Regions from separate parts of the Mus musculus genome. Here regions 2 and 3 are each linked to region 1. The links are chromatin contacts, called in public promoter capture Hi-C maps. All regions are on one chromosome and are shown on one strand. The core of a region is the stretch at or near the end of the contact, and the rest is flanking DNA. Distances in the headings are between cores, read along the strand shown. Region 1 overlaps Specc1l (sperm antigen with calponin homology and coiled-coil domains 1-like). Region 2 overlaps Upb1 (ureidopropionase, beta). Region 3 overlaps Bcr (BCR activator of RhoGEF and GTPase).

Region 1 (3,196 bases), core at 266-2,765:
TGTGACTTGTTGGCAGTGGTTTTTGTCCTCTGACACGCACTTTTACATCGTCAGTTTCTTTGTTTGTTTTTGGGTTTTTTTGGGACAGGGTTTCTCTGCATAGCCCTATAGTTTCTGGCTGTACCGAAACTCTCTGTAGATCATGCTGGCCCTGAGCTTAGAACTCTGCTTGCTTCTGCTTCCTGAGTGCTGGGGTTAAAGGTCTGTAACCACAGGGCTAGGGAAATGGCTTAGTGGTGAAGAGCAGCGACTGCTCTTCCAGACGACCAGAGTTTAATTCCCAGCACCCACATGGTGACTCATAACTGTGTATAACCCTAGTTCCAGGGATCAAGACATCCTCTTCCGGCTTCCATGGGTACCAGGCACATAAGTGGTACACATATATGTATACAGATAAAATGCTCATATATAAAAAGTGTGTGCCACAAGGCCTAAATTGCAGCATAAATTTCTGTTCTTTTCAAATATTAGTCCAATATTAGTCATAGTTAACATTGGGTTTTTAATTAGTAAGAGCATAGTTAATTTTCTTTAGAGACTGTATTCTTTTTTAGTGTAGAATTGCAATGAGACCAGAGTCTTTGGGGTCAGAGAGATAAGAACATGGCTTCAAAGGGCATGGCCATAATTAAAAGAGAGATTACAAGTGGACAGCACAGATCAAGGACTTAGTACATGGCAGGTGGTAGCAGGGGTTTGTTGTTGAATCTTTTTAGCCAAGGATTGATTTGATTTGGGGAACATAGCAGTTTTCCAGGGGTGTTCTCACTCTTGATGTGTGTGTTCTGTATTGGTTTGGGCCATTCAGAGAATTAGATTGCTGTCTGTCTGTCTTGCACATGAACATGCATGTGTGTACCTTCATGCCACATTGTGGGAGTGAGAGAGGGCTGACTCAGGTTGTCAGCCTTGGTGTGAGGCGTCTTTGCCTGCTGAGCCATTGTCTTCCACCTCCACTTTTTAGAATGTCTTCTTATTATTGTGAGACAGGGTCCTGCTGGCCTCAGGTTCCCTGTAGTCTTCCTCTCTCAGCTCCCCAGGTGCCAAGGTTACAAGTGCACATCACCACATGCAACTCTTAGTTCATACAGAGCCACACCGTCTTCAGCCCTTCCAGTTCACAGTCTACTTACTTACTTGCCTGCTGCTTTGCTCAGCGTGAGATATTTGGGATAGACACTGTCAGCTAGTCCAACAGACAAGGAGAAACAAAGCATGGCCTGAATTCTCCAACAGCCTTTTTTCCAGACAGAGGATTGTAGATTGCAGATTAATTGATTTTAAAAGTACTTCAGAAGAATAGCTTCTGTGGGACTTCCATGTAAGTTCTGAAAGATGTAGCAGGAAATGCTGTTTTGTATTTCAAGGTTGTTAACACTGAACCTGTGCTGATTCAGTGGGTGTGGGGCCCTCAATTTTTCCTTACAATATCCTTGATGAGTGGCTAGTTGTCATCCTGTGGCCTGGAGGATGGTGCCAGCAATGCCCTTTGCCCTACTTCCGCTGTTCTGAATCAACACCCTGAAGTGTTTTCTTGGTGGCAGTGTTGTGACTCTTTCATGTAAGAGAGATGACATGTTCTGACCTAACTGGTTACTTAGTTGCTGGGGCTGTCTTCGGAGTACACACCACCTGTGTGACAGGTGACCTGTTGTTTATGTGACTGGGAGAACAGGTTGAAGTGTTGGTGTTGGATGTGTACCCCGCTTGCCTTCTCTGGGCTCCGTGTCAGACTTACTGTGGTATGTGCACTGAGTAGGCTTGTCACATCTGAGGTGTGGATCTGGTGTGCACTGAGTAGGCTTGTCACATCTGAGGTGTGGATCTGGTGTGCACTGAGTAGGCTTGTCACATCTGAGGTGTGGATCTGGTGTGCACTGAGTAGGCTTGTCACATCTGAGGTGTGGATCTGGTGTGCACTGAGTAGGCTTGTCACATCTGAGGTGTGGATCTGGTGTGCACTGAGTAGGCTTGTCACATCTGAGGTGTGGATCTGGTGTGCACTGAGTAGGCTTGTCACATCTGAGGTGTGGATCTGGTGTGCACTGAGTAGGCTTGTCACATCTGAGGTGTGGATCTGGTGTGCACTGAGTAGGCTTGTCACATCTGAGGTGTGTGCACTGAGTAGGCTTGTCACATCTGAGGTGTGTGCACTGAGTAGGCTTGTCACATCTGAGGTGTGTGCACTGAGTAGGCTTGTCACATCTGAGGTGTGTGCACTGAGTAGGCTTGTCACATCTGAGGTGTGGATCTGGAGCCGCTGATAGTTTGGTCTTGACCAGTGAGTACTTTTCCATTGTGAAGCAAAATTGTTTGCCCAGTTTACACTGTTTACACTGTCTAGCACAGCAGCTGTTCCTGCTTGAGGCTTTGCTACATTAGCAGGCCTGTATGAGTGTACGTGCATGTGTGTTGAGGGTATAGGCAGATTTGGAGTAAGGAGTATCAGCTGTCACACTCTTGGGAACACTTTGCCTATAGGATCAGTTACTGTCACTAAGAAGAAAGCTGTTGTTGATCTGAAATTGAAGACAAGACAGGAAAGAAAAAGTGAAAAAGTAAAAATAAGCCAAAAAAAAAGGGAAACCTTTAAAGAAGGGCTTTGAGGCTTGGGCTCTTGGAATTCAATTCAGTGGTCAAATACTCACCCAGCGTGTGCTGTGCCTAAGGTGCCATCTCTAGCACTACTAAAAGAGAAGAGGTCAGACCTCTCTGACTTGTTACGTCTTGGTTTTCAGAGTTACTGAAGTTCAGTCTGGCACAAACCTCCCATGACTTTCATCCCTGTATCTATAGGAGCATTGATTGGTGGCAGGATAGATGAAGTGTTGTTTTTAATACTTTACCTATCATGTGTACGTACTTCCTCTTCACAAACTCATCACTGACCACCACTCCCATGACCCCTTTCTCACTGTGTCAAGGGTAAAATCACTTGAACTTTTCTAGTGTCTCCTTTCAGATGCCAGCGGTAGTTAAAGAGTTTGGAGGAGGATGTCCGCGACACAGAGATGTGGTGGTGGAAAGTGAGCAGCTATAGCTCTCCCCAGTGAGATGGAGGAGCCCGTCCTCACACTTGTCTGTGCTGAGGTGGGCTCAGTGCTGTCTTCTTCCAGTGTGCTGCTGATCAGTTAGTCATAGTCCCTGAGGAAGCAACAGGGTTCCCATTATACTGAATGGCGTTGTTTTGGTT
Region 2 (3,196 bases), core at 463-2,962, 200 kb after region 1:
TTTTTCGTTCTTTGAGGTGTGTATGTACAAATAGTATTGTGTCATAGTTCTCTGTTTAACATTAATGAACATCCATATAATTTCCTAGAGTGCCTGTGTCACTTTATATTCTCATCCCACCATTGAACAGGAATGATTATTCATATTCATTCATTTCATATTCTCTCTCTGTGTGTGTCTCTGTCATCTTGGTTTCTCTCTCCATGGTCTCACTATATAGTCCTGGCTGGCCTAGAACTCGCTGTGTAGATCAGTCTGACCTCATGAATGCTAGAATTAAAGATGTATACCATCACATCTGGCTATTGATTATTCTTATGTAAACAGCTGTGGGAATCAAGACAGCATTAGCATTTAGTACTTTTAAAACAAATAATTGTTTGGGGCTGGAGAGATGGCTAAGTAATTAAGAGCACTGACTACTCTTCCAGAGGTCCTGAGTTCAAATCCCAGCAACTACATGGTGGCTCACAACCATCTGTAATGGGATCACATGCCCTCTTCTGGTGTGTCTGAAGACAACTACAGTGTACTCATATAAATAAAATAACTAAATCCTTTTTAAAAAAGTAATTTAAGTAATAGCTGGAACCTAAGTCTATGTATTTAGGAACATCACTAAATTCTTCTCCAGTTTAAAGAAGTGAAAGAGTAACAATCTACCCGAAAGAGAACATGATGGTTTTCAATTCCCCAGCTGGCAAAGAAGCACAACATGGTGGTGGTGTCTCCAATCTTGGAGCGTGATAGAGAGCATGGGGGAGTTCTGTGGAACACAGCTGTGGTGATCTCCAATTCAGGGCTGGTCATGGGGAAGACCAGAAAGAACCACATCCCCAGAGTGGGAGACTTCAACGAGGTACGTGCCAGTCCGGATTCGGAGGGCTTTCCTGGGGGCGGGGGGAGGTAGTTCTGTATCGGAGGCTGTGAAGTGTGACCCTTGCAGGGGGTTGCTGCTGTAGTCTTCAGAGGGTCTGATAGTGTTGCCCTGCATCACACAGACAGATGAGATATTTCAGTCACAAAACCTTTTAGCAGCATGGGATGTAGAGATGTTTTATATGTGTGAGGTAACTTGGCTTTCTGCAGTATTCCCTCGAGATAATTGGTTCATTAACCAACATGCAAATAAACAGTACACAAATGTGAAATGACTCCGGTGAGCCCTTGTGAAGGGGCTTATGAAGGGACTCTGAGCTCCTAGGCAACCAATGATATAATCCTAGTTTTAGAGTGTCTTTGTGACTTATCTGGTGTCTAAGTTGGCTCGTGTTCAGATAGGTGTCTTTGAATGTTTGTTTGTGTACAGTGATGGTTACACAGGACTTAGAATCACTGGAGATAGGAATTCTGGGAGAGGGGGCTGTTCTGATTGGTAAATGCCAATTCACAAGTGGCGGGACGCCAATGGAGAGTGTTTGAAGGAGGAAAAATGAACTCTACATAATATCAGGCTACTAAATCTGGATTTGAACTTGACTTTTCAAGAGTCAAGAATAGTCCAGAATATACTGCCTCTGATCCTTAGCTCCCCACCCCTCATCCTTGCTTTGGGGGCTTAGGTTGCTCTCGGGCAGGTCAACAAGGTGAGACACCATCTACAGGGCTACAAGGAAACCAAAGAGCTGCTGTTTCTAAGTAGCAGCTGGAGGTGGGGTAGGACAGACACGCTCCTCACCTGTTTACCCTGGGGTTAATCATTAGCTCCCTGCTGATGTCACCTGTCTAGGTACAGCAGGATCTGCTCAGGGTCCACTGTGTACACACCCTGGTTGCTGTCTAACTCAGCCAGTTTTGAAATTCACGAGAGAAAGCCGAGAGCTCTAGGAGCCGATCTGTTTGCCACCCACCTTGCCCTCTACCCTCCCCTCAAGACCCAGAAGTGGTACCCTCGGGCATCAAGCGGGGAACAAGGGATGGATGAAAAAGGTTTCCATTTGCTTGTCCTGCGAGGGATCCGTAATCCGAGGCAGGATGCTCACTCTGCTGCATAGAGGGTGTGAGTTCTACTCTCAAATTTATTCTTAGACAGTAGGTCAAGTCCCAGACCAACTCAAGCAACATTCAGTTTCCAAAAAGGAGAAGTTGCTCTAGGTGCGGCTGGGTCTTTTTCACCTCTAGCAATCTGCACAAGGATGTGTGGTTGGTAAGGACTCCTCCTAACATTGACCTGACCACAACCTTTCCTCCTGACATGATTGAACCCTTACCATAGGTTATCCTGGAAGTCATGTGATAGACCACAAAGCAGACTGTGGATTAAATCCTTAGGCCATTGTGCTTTTCCCTTGGGTCTGCTTTGTTATTATGCCTGGGGTTTTGTGTTGTGCCCCAACACACCGAAACTCTGGAACTTAAAATAGAGTCACACCCAAATGTTAATTTTAGGTCACCAGCGATGCTCACTTCTGCTGAGTCTAAGGAAAGCAGAAGTGTTTCCACTCCAACAACAGAGCTCTTTTGTAATTTTTTTTTCAGTCCACTTACTACATGGAGGGAAACCTGGGCCACCCCGTGTTCCAGACCCAGTTTGGCAGGATTGCAGTGAACATTTGCTATGGGCGGCACCACCCCCTCAACTGGCTCATGTACAGCATCAACGGAGCTGAAATCATCTTCAACCCTTCGGCCACCATTGGAGAACTCAGGTCTCTTGGTGGAAAGGCTCTGGGGGGGAGGGGGGGTCTTCCTAGGGCCCATCCGCTGCCTTGGGCCTAGAGTCAATCTGTGGGATTCTGGCATGCGTTTGGTAAACCGTAGGAAGCAGGCGCCATCACCAGGATGTCTAGATCACAGCTCCGTGATTGGATGTTGTTGCACAGTTAACCATTTTTTTTCAGTGGAAAAAAAAAAAAAAAGCCCCAGCCAATATGACCATTACAACATCTGACCTTCCCAAAGGACCATTCTACCATTGGCAGCAACCTTTGCTGGGATTCTGAACATGGGGACAAAGATAATGCTCTCAACCCTTCTGCATGATGGTCAGAATCTCAAAGCCTGACTTTTTAATGGAGTACAACAGGTGCCTGACCAACATGAACTTCTGGTCAGAGCTCTTCAGTCTTAAGCCTCCATTCTGCCATGTCCAGTAGGAAAAGCACTCCTCCAAAGAACCTAGGAAGTGGCTCCACCCAGAGGGACAAGGAATCGTCCAGGAGACGTATTTTAACCAATGAAAAGTTTCTCCTTCATT
Region 3 (3,196 bases), core at 229-2,728, 130 kb before region 1:
CGATGCTTGTAAGAGATTTCTCTCTACGCCTTAGCCTGTTAGATGCTGCAGCTAAACATAACCCTGCTGGCAGCAGTGATTGTACTCATGGACATAGGGTCTGGAAGGAGCTCCAGACACCGGCAGATTCCAGATCAGGTGAGGGCACTCTTGTCTCATAGATGAGGCTTTCTTGCTGTGTCTTCTTCGGGCAGGAGGGCTGAGAGCTCCTTGGGGCCTCGCTCATAAGGAAACTGATGATCCCCAGTGGCCTCACCTGTTTGGGGAGGAGAAGCGAGTCTAGAATGCGTGTTGCAATGTAGCTGCTGGAGCACAGTGGCCTCATAGGAGACAGTGTCCCCACTGAGGGTATGTGAAGTTAGGGGGTGAGGAGGAGCGTGGCCATTTGTGAGTGAGAGATGTCGTATGTCTTTGTATACACTTGTATGTACTAGTGCATGTGTTTGCAGGCTACTGGGAAAGATGAGGCCAGGCTGGGAGCATTTAGCTCTTAGGTCAGGGTGCTGACTTCAAGATGATGAAAACGACACACATACACACACACACACACACACACACACACACACACACACACACACACACACACGAGGCTTGAGAGAGCTCAGGGAAGGCTGCAAAGGCTTACTCAGGCCACATCTCATCCTCTTGACCCCAGCTGCTAGGGGCCAAAGGGAGGTTGCCTGTCCTTCCAGAGCACATTGAGATTGTGGGGTTCGTTTCCAGTCATGTGGTTTTTAACACCCTTTTCCCCCATGCAGAGATGGGTAGAGCTCTCAAACCTTCCTAGCTCCCTTTCCATGGCTGAGCCCTAATGCCCCCCACCCACACACACCCCCAGTGACACTCTGGGGCCTTCTCTTCCTGCCTTTCTCAGGGGCTACAGCTGGGTGCCCCAAACCCTATGAGTCTCCTCTCAGGAAGACCCAGACATGGCCCTCTTGGTGCTATGAACCATTTATCTCTCCTTTCCACATGGCCTGCAGGAAGCCAGTGCTGAAGCCATGCATACAGGGTCTCACTCCATAACAGGAAGACACAGTAGGGCGCAGGCCCCGGTCACAGGCACAGCCACCACAGAATGGCTACTCCTGATGTCCTAGATGCCTCTGTGGTCTCCAGGGAGCTTATCTATTTCAGGTGCCACCCCAGAGCTGGCATTTAGAATTTTTTTATTTATATTTTTTGACTTGTTAACTATTTTTCGAACTTAGGACTGGAATACCTAAGGCTCTGGGTTCTAGCCTTAACAGAGGGAAAAACTTGCTCCAGAAGGCTTTGCAGACTGCAATGTTGGCCTTAGAGAAGTGTCTATTGCCCTCTAACAGGCAGGCAGGGCTGGGCAGTACAATAGAGAGGGCAGCATTTCTTTTCAAGCATGGCTTTAAATTCTAGCTCTGGCAGGCTCAGATAGTCTGCATTCCCAATGACCAAGCAAATGGCTGAAGGGAGCTACTCCCTGTAGACTCACTTGCTGAGATGCTGCACAGCCTCTGAAGAGCTGGCTCTGAGCTCAGAGGGGGGAGGAGCTTCCTCAAAACCTGAGCAGAGTGGATTGTGATGAGCTGAGCTCTGGGCAGGAGCCAGGGATACTCATAGATCTCTCTGGTCTTCCCAGTTGTGGCTCCAAGACCTTGCAAGCCGACCAGGCATTAGGGGCACGTTAACTGGGCTGTCTCAGGGAGGTATGCCTCCAGCTGAACTGACCTGAGTCCACCCTCCCGGCACCCCGGCAGAAGGTCCTGAATCTGCCTGACCAGATGTGTTGTGAGTTCTACATCTTGGTTTCCCTCCTTTACTGGAAGCTTGGACAGAAGTCATCGTCCAAACCCAGAGAAGCAGGCATTGTGATTATTTTGGGATTTCCTCTCTCTCCACGTCTGGGCTCACTCACTGAGTGGACCTCACCCTGCTGGTCAGACCCCACCCAAGGCAGGCTGGCCGGGCCAGGTGGAGGGTGTGGGCTTTGATAAAGCCAAGCTCACCAGCTGGAGACTGCAGGGCTGGTCTTGTCTTCTGGCTCTTGCCTGCAGACAAGGAATGTAGCCTGAGTGCCTTCTCCCTCCTCCCCCCCCCCCCCACCCACCCTGCCCCCACCCCCGTTTGTGCTGACAGCTGTTCTGGATTTTGGTTTGAGGAAATCTCTGTGGCCAAAATGGTCAAGGGTAACCCAACAAGCAGGTTGATGGAATCGCCTGCCCATTGGCAGTGATCCAAAACCCTTTCCATTTCTTGACTGAGGCTTGAGATGAACAAATTGGGGATCATTTGCATGACACAGACCTGGAGCTTAAAACAGGTTTTGGGCCTCTCTTTTTGTATTCTTCTGAGTTACTACATTTATCATTTTTACATTTTTGTCTTGTTTGAGGCTGTCTCCAAACCTTTTGGAAATGGGGAGCGGGAGGTAAAAACTTACACAAACTCTCCACTGAGCCTGGCACTGTCCTGTGCCCACATCCTGTTCTCTTTCCATCTTACCTGATGGAGCCAGAGTCCCTCCCCTGGGTGGGGCAGACCGTTCGCTGTTGCCCAGGCAACCTGGAAACCTTCTCCTTAGACCCTGTAAGTGACTCATTTCCTTCAAGTTCTTTGCACAGTCTCTGCTGGGTAAGAACCAAGGTCCTGACTATTCTTTTTTTTTTTTTTGGTATTGCTAACGTGAACTTTCCCATCAAAAAATATTCTTCTCATAGTGCCTAACATGTGTCCTTGTGTGTATGTGAATGAGTGTGTATCTCTGCTTGTGTACACTCTGATGCATGTACACACATGTGCTTTCTCTGTGTGTGCATGCTCACTCTTCTCTTGCTCCTTGTGTGCACCATGTGTGTGCACACTTACGTGTGTGTGTGTGTGTGTGTGTGTGTGTGTGTGTGTGTGTGTTGGCTAACACAGATAGATCAAGGGCATTCTTTTTAGGTGTGTTGCCTGCACTGGTGGGTCCTGGGCAGAGAGAAAGCGTCCCTGAGCTGCTTTGCAAATTTCTAGGCCTATGGTAACTTCAAGAAACAACAAAGTTGAGAAAATACGGTGAGGATATAGGGTTGAGACTTCTCCCTATTACTTAGGTTCAGTTGGGCCCACTTCCTGTTTCATGAAGTTTTATTGGAACACAGCCCAGTGATTTTCTTAGAGGTACCATGGACACATATAACTTCCTGAATGATGCAGTAGTATGGTTGGTGTGGTTTGGGTC

Evidence for each region. Capture Hi-C pulls out chosen DNA fragments and counts their contacts.
Region 2: a promoter capture Hi-C map of pancreatic islet shows a contact between it and region 1. The contact joins two enhancer-like sites. A contact is called at or near these places in 2 of 39 promoter capture datasets (the 3T3-L1 cell line and embryonic stem cells), 1 of 15 datasets of contacts at CTCF or cohesin (CD8 T cells), 3 of 484 Hi-C or Micro-C datasets (B cells, Th1 cells and bone marrow-derived macrophages), 5 of 115 datasets of contacts at active chromatin or transcription factors (the 230-238 cell line, CD8 T cells, Th17 cells and 2 more) and 3 of 9 other capture datasets (adipose tissue, liver and pancreatic islet).
Region 3: a contact with region 1 is called in a promoter capture Hi-C map of pancreatic islet. The contact joins two enhancer-like sites. A contact is called at or near these places in 1 of 115 datasets of contacts at active chromatin or transcription factors (embryonic stem cells) and 1 of 9 other capture datasets (pancreatic islet).

What each region holds. Positions count from the first base shown.
Region 1 is chr10:75,231,331-75,234,526 of GRCm38.p6, forward strand. All of the region lies in intron 2 of Specc1l (sperm antigen with calponin homology and coiled-coil domains 1-like), which reads left to right. Among named protein-coding and RNA genes, the nearest start is that of Specc1l, 21 kb to the left of the region's middle. Within about 2 kb of position 1,516, at least 38 of the 459 cell types and tissues checked have an H3K27ac peak or open chromatin away from gene starts, as enhancers often do. A contact at or near this core is called in pancreatic islet, where this site is marked.
Region 2 is chr10:75,427,484-75,430,679 of GRCm38.p6, forward strand. Upb1 (ureidopropionase, beta) reads left to right here. Exons shown (of 10, transcript NM_133995.4): 5 at 698-859; 6 at 2,479-2,648. Among named protein-coding and RNA genes, the nearest start is that of 4933407G14Rik, 20 kb to the right of the region's middle. Within about 2 kb of position 1,713, at least 83 of the 459 cell types and tissues checked have an H3K27ac peak or open chromatin away from gene starts, as enhancers often do. A contact at or near this core is called in pancreatic islet, where this site is marked.
Region 3 is chr10:75,102,738-75,105,933 of GRCm38.p6, forward strand. All of the region lies in intron 1 of Bcr (BCR activator of RhoGEF and GTPase), which reads left to right. Among named protein-coding and RNA genes, the nearest start is that of Bcr, 43 kb to the left of the region's middle. Within about 2 kb of position 1,479, at least 203 of the 459 cell types and tissues checked have an H3K27ac peak or open chromatin away from gene starts, as enhancers often do. A contact at or near this core is called in pancreatic islet, where this site is marked.